Regions from separate parts of the Hordeum vulgare genome. Here region 1 is linked to region 2. A link is a contact called in public Hi-C data. All regions are on one chromosome and are shown on one strand. Each heading gives the region's core, a stretch centred on a gene start, on an enhancer-like site or on the middle of the called end of the contact. The rest is flanking DNA. Distances are from core to core; before and after follow the strand shown. Region 1 has its middle 150 kb from the start of LOC123442669. Region 2 has its middle 30 kb from the start of LOC123442660.

Evidence for each region. A called contact is a pair of places that touch in the nucleus more often than the background predicts.
Region 1: a Hi-C map of seedling shows a contact between it and region 2, with 3 times the contacts expected there. The contact joins two enhancer-like sites. A contact is called at or near these places in 2 of 6 Hi-C or Micro-C datasets (leaf and seedling).

The regions. Positions count from the first base shown.
Region 1 is chr1H:427,674,674-427,677,616 of MorexV3_pseudomolecules_assembly, forward strand. No RefSeq gene overlaps it. Among protein-coding and RNA genes, the nearest start is that of LOC123442669, 150 kb to the right of the region's middle. Within about 2 kb of position 1,513, at least 3 of the 3 cell types and tissues checked have open chromatin away from gene starts, as enhancers often do. A contact at or near this core is called in leaf and seedling, where this site is marked.
Region 2 is chr1H:427,540,225-427,543,429 of MorexV3_pseudomolecules_assembly, forward strand. No RefSeq gene overlaps it. Among protein-coding and RNA genes, the nearest start is that of LOC123442660, 30 kb to the left of the region's middle. Within about 2 kb of position 1,842, at least 3 of the 3 cell types and tissues checked have open chromatin away from gene starts, as enhancers often do. A contact at or near this core is called in leaf and seedling, where this site is marked.

The DNA of each region.
Region 1 (2,943 bases), core at 263-2,762, 130 kb after region 2:
CACATCGTCTTTATCTGTTAGGTCAGTATTTTCCTCAAGCTCCTTCTCTTCATTCTTGCTAATGTTAGGACCTTCCTTGTCTCGGTCATCCCCATCTTCATCATCCTCTTCACCAATCTAATCAAAACCTTCCACATAGAAGAACATCAGATACAATTTCTTTTTAATTTCCACCAATCTCTCAAAATGGGTTTTGGTTGGGTCCCTACATGCCACCTTCACACGAATGACCTCATATACGCATTTAAAAATGCCATTCCAGTCCACATCCACAAGGATACCAAAACAAGAAGTGATTTGAGAAAATACTTTCCAAGCACACCACTTGGGAGGAAATCCTTCAATCTGAACCCATGCTTCAGTGAGTTCTCCAAAGGGGTCTAGCATTCCTTGCCATTCGACCACCTTCGTAAAAACTCCATCAAAAGGCAGATCAAAATGAGGGAACTCAATCAGATCTTCAACATTCTTCCGATGAGGAAAGCATAGAAGGAATTTTTTACTTTCCACCTCTTTGATCTGCCGGGGCCATTCCTTGTTCTTGCAAAAGATATCGTTCAGTTGCATCAGTAATTCTGAGGTAGACACCTCCCCTCTCACCACATGTAGCAGAGTACAATTTTTATAGTTCATCCAACTTGATTCCACACACACGGGGATGTTAATATGGTAAAACCCTAAATCTGGAGCAACACTTCCAAAGTATGTTGCGGTAGGGTGTTGATGGACCCATGTTGCACAGTTGTTTACATTGTGTCCATCCTCACAAATGAAACACTTCTTGGTTTCAATGCAGTTACCAATGTAGTTCCTATGCCAACTTCAATTGAAACAAGTCATATCCTTGTACCTCGGATCCACGGCTTGAGTAGCTGGTGGATGTGGGACTGCAGGTGCCGCTCGTACTGGGTTGGGAGCCCCTCACACCAGATTCTTCGTTGCCACCCCCACCCTTGGCCATGGCCTTGGTCGGTTTCGTGGGAGCAGGTGGAGGAGGTGTGGGAGGCTGGACTTGCCCTCCCTGGGCAGGCACCGTCTTCTTGTTGGCCTGGCAACATGGAGGCCACTACTGTTGCTATCCCCCTTTGTCCATATTCCTCTTGACCACCTCCGTGAACGACAATGAACCAGGGCTGATCCCCTCCATCAAAAGCTTGAAGATGGTGGGGTAGGGTCAAAATGACCTAAGCACTCAACTGGAAAACAATCTTCTCTCAAAAATTTCCTAGATTGGAAGAAGTCTTTCCTCACCCAGAAAATTTTGGGGATGGCATATCTAGGGTATGGAGGGGAGGGGGTTGTGTATGTGAGGCCGGCGGCGCACGGTGGAAGGGATAACCCAAAGTAATCCAAAAAACTCTGCCGTTTCCTCCTCAAAGCTATTTTCCTCACGGAAAGACGGCTTTGGCAAATGCGCCTTCCGCTTGACCACACATCCCCAGATGAGGGGTGCAGGAATCGCAACTGGTTCACGCAAGGGCAATTTCGAATAAGCCCGTGGCACCTTAGGAACCACAGCGTCGCCATCCGACAAAGACCTCGCCAGGGTTGGGGAGGCACAAGCACCCCATGGCAACTGTGGAAGGCGAGGAGTAGAAACTCCAACAACAAGACTAGTAGGAGAAATGTCACACTCTCACAAACCACGATCTAAATTTTTGACCAGAATGTCACCACAACTCCCCACATCACGAAAACTCCCTTACTCCGGTAAGCAGAGATATCACCACGGTCTCCTGGCCACGGTGGTGGTTCCAAACTGCGGAGATGCAGCTCTCCCCCTTCACGACGCGCCCACAGCTCCGAGCCAAGCGCCCTTCGGCGAGCACGTCCGCTGGGAGCCCAAGGCTTTAGGGAACGAGGGGCAGGTTGACCCCGGGGGGGGGGGGGGGGGGGGGGGGGGGATTGGCCAACTCTATCACTGGCGGCAGACGGATGTTGAGACGAGAGGGGCTCTCCGCCTTGAACTGTCTCCAGCTCGCTGCCTGGCGTGGATCCATCGTCTCCGCCTCCTCGATGTCCCATAATATCATATCGTAGTCCATCCAGCCGTCGTCGCCGCAAAAAGGGGCTCGCTCCTCGAAGGTAGATCTGTGGATGATCTCCACCATAATATCTCGCCATTTGGAGCGGTCGGGGAAGCGCCCCCGCACCACGCGCAACATCTCCGCGTGCACCTCCGAAGAGTGCAGGTCGATTTCCGGCAGCAGCTCCACCGGAATCGTCTACTGAAGGGCCATCAGAGCTGCCACCATTGTTGTGGGGTGTGCCTGCCTCGCGTGGCCTCGACGACACCTCCCCGCTATCCTCCTCTCGGATCTGGGGGCTGGGGCTTGGTGGGTGGATGGCGGGAGGCTGAGAGTTGGAGTTATGGGAGTAGGCGAGGCACAGGGGCCATTAATGGTGGACCCGAGGTAACCTCGCAGTCGCCTTTGTCACGGGTGGAACAATCCATCTCCTCTGATCCCAACAAAGTGTACTTGTAAAAGCAGAATGGAGTTAAGCTTGTTTACATAAATACGCATTTCCTCATGTTTTTGTTCTTCTTTCGTGGGAGGCACATTTTCCTTCTCGTGGAAGCACGGATTTGGTTTCGCGTGAGGCACAGTCATCCCTCTTTGGAAAATGATCTTTTTTTGCTTCCGATTCGTTTTTTTCGTCTAGTTTGTTTATGAAGAAAAAAGTTCTCGAAACCTATCAATGCAAGGTCTAGTTATAAAGATCTCTCACGCGAGTAATCCAACAGTAAAAACGGTTTGAGATTTGAACGCACGGTACAAAAGATAAAACGTTTTGAATACTGGGTTGATACAAGTGACGTACAGGCAGTTGCCACTTGTCTTAACATGCGGAGATATGAGTGACCTTTGCAAAGAGTACCAATTAATTAGTAATTTCGCTATATAACATATTTTGATCAAACAGCCATGCGATGCACACAAG
Region 2 (3,205 bases), core at 592-3,091:
GTAAACTTAAGCGGATATACAAAGGTCCCGTTAAATGATTAAAATGATTCAAACATTATAATTTAAAAAATATAAAAAAGGTTTGAGAGCAAATACAATAGAACTGAGTTGGTTGGTTATTAAAATAAAATAGTATATTTTTGCTTAGTTCTCTCGAAATAGGCTTTCGCCCCGCTATATGAATGTAGCAACCAACCGATACAACATACCAATCAACGCTCGGGCTAACAGCACAAGCACGCCCAAAATAAAATACAAGAGAAAATAAGAGAAAAAATGCCAACAACGTCGGATCAACGAAAGCTACGACACCCCGCGACAGTTGTGCCCACCGAAGATAACCACCACGCTCCAAAGCCATCGTGTTGCCGTGTACCAAGCACCACCTTCAAGAAGGAATGCGACGATGACGACGCTGCTGCCCGGACGAATCCTAGGATTTCTCACGGTACACGGAGGGTAGTGGGGGAAGAGGGTCACCTGACGCCCTTCAAGAAGGATGACGGCGCCCGCAGGCATCACCGCATTGGTGTCGGCAAGACCCGACATGGATTTCTCCCAACCCCTCGCACCCGCCATCCAGGACCAACCTTCGGCTCCACCACACCCGATGCCCACCAACATGTGCCAACACAGTCACGAGGACACCACCGTCGTGTCACCACAACCAACGAAGCGAGGCCGGTTGGATCCAAACGAGATACCCGTAGACAAGGACCGACAACACCGCAGCCGCGAGGGAGGGAACAACCTCCACCGGCTTAGGCGGTAGCAGACCAGGCATAGCAGCAGAGGCGCACCAGACGAATGTCCGTCCGAACCTAGAACGGACCCGTGAAACTCCGCCGCCAAGTTGCAGCAGTCGCGGCACAACAACCGCCATCCCTGTCGCGAGGAGCTCGCCAGAACCACTGGAGAACAACCCACCGCAGCCCCCAGCAGGCCCGCCTCGACCCAGATCGGGTCCATAGGGCCTAGATCTGAGCCAACCGAGCGCCGTCGGCCGCCGCGAAGCCATGGGATGTCACCGCCGCCAAGGGGCAACGCCTCCACACCGCCGCCGTCCAGATCCGCGCCGGAACGCCGCCGGGCGAAGGGCTCCGCCGCCAGGACCGCTCGCCTGAGTCGGGGTCCAGCGACGGGGGAAGAAGGGGGGCCGCCACCGCCGGACTACGGGGCGCCGCGCGGCAACGCCCGGCTGCGCCCGCCGACGGCAGCGGTGAGGGGGAAGGAGTGAGGTGCGACTCGCGGGAAGGGGGAGGAGTGGGGAACCGCCCTGTTCGCCTTGCTCTTTTTTTTTGCTTAGTTGAAGGAAAGAGAAGAAGAGAGAGAAGTTAAACACGCTCTTAGTTAAGAACCAGCTATAAAACGTACTCCTAGATACCTTGTGAGAGTGAATGATGAACCATACAATAATAATAATAAAAACTCTTCTAACAAACTATTATACAATACAATGAATCCAGTTATCATAGGAAACATTCCTCCGCTTGCTCCTCAATATCTATAAGATGGATTATAAATGAAATGACAATGCTTTATAACCACCATTTGATTGTACTATTAACCATGCTCTTCGGGTGCCGCTTTGAAGATGCCCTTACCGACTTGCGTGGCCACACACGCAACAGCCTCTCTTTTCACCGCCGTCATTGTCCTCCCATTAACCACGGCATATTCGATCCCGCCGGAAAACGCTACAGCACACGTGGTTGCACCGTGAAGGCGTGTCTTTGAGTTCCGTGGCCCAGGTTCGCACAGATTGACCCTCCACCGCTGCACGGCGTAGTGGGGGTCGCCTAGCCTAGCTTAGCTTTTAGCCGGTACGGTGCGGTGTCAGCGCCGAGCGCCGAGCGGTCGCATGCATGCATGTACATCTTTCATTGATCGCGTTGGATGGATGTGTACGTGCTCTTGGCGACAGCAACGCGCGCTTGGCTTGGGCTCGGCTCGATAGCTGTCCGAAACGTACGTCTAACCGACCCCGCCCGAAAGTACAAGATGGACCGCCCCGTGCACCGACCTGGCGCCATCCGCCACGTCGAGACGAGCGGCACGTACGCATCGCGTCTACTGTACGTACACGAGTGGCTGGGCGTGTAGCCGTACGCGTCCTCCGCTCTCGTCGACCTCCCTTTTTTTTTCTTTCTTTTGGTGATTTTTGGGTGAAAGGGGCACGACACGACTAGCTAGTAGTAGTGGTTGCTTGTGGAATAACAATGATGCGTGCGTGCGTGCGTGCGTGCCCGGTAGCTAAGCATGCATCTTAATTGGAGCCCTCAATTATTCGATCGGGCATATGCTTCGCAGTGATCGGCGCTGGAAAGCTAGAGATTAGCAGTCCAGCGAAGATGCTATGGATGTGTACGTAGTACTCCTATAATGAATTCATCTCGTTTGTTGATGAAAAATCTAAAATCTTGTCTTAATTGATTGCGCCTACAAGGTAGATACATGGGCGCCATCACGCAAGATGAGGGAGGGAGGGAGGGCAGTGGGCAGAGGCAGGTCGCTGTTGCGCGGGAAGCGTCGCCCCGAGTAACGTGGCCTGGCCCGATCGCGTCTCGGCATCAAGCAAAAGCGGAGAAAGCAACGGGAGCGAGCGAGCGAGATAGGTGGATGGAGAAAGGGACCAGGCAAAACAGCAACAAAGATGGTACTGGAGATATTGTTGCGATGGCTGGTCCATGATCGTGTACTGAGTACCGATGGGTGTCCTGAATCATAGTACATACCTGCAACCTTTCCCATTTGCTCGTTTTTATTGGCATCTCCTTCCTGCCTGCCTGCCACGTTCGTATGTCATCACGAAGCAGATTGCCGAATTAATCGAGCCACATCCAGCAGATCGATCATAGGTTGTTCAGTTTGGCCAGGGAAACATAATCAATTGCTTAATGCAGAGGCTGATAAGCTGCCACTGCACATATGCGATCTCAACTGTCTATTGATACCGTGGCACAAGCGTGTGACAGGCTCACCGCTCACGGCATACTTCCGGAAGCTTGGAGTGCGAACTGACCTAAGCTTGGAGAAAATCTAGCAGCTACCGCTATTATTATTATTATTTTTATATAATTGATTGAAGTGGTTACCTTACCTGGCTACCTTGACGATAGCATGTCGACCTTGCCACCGATCCGGTCCGTATGACTATTGTTCAGGTAATCGTTAACTCGTACCTGCTCGGTTGGATGGCGAGTAG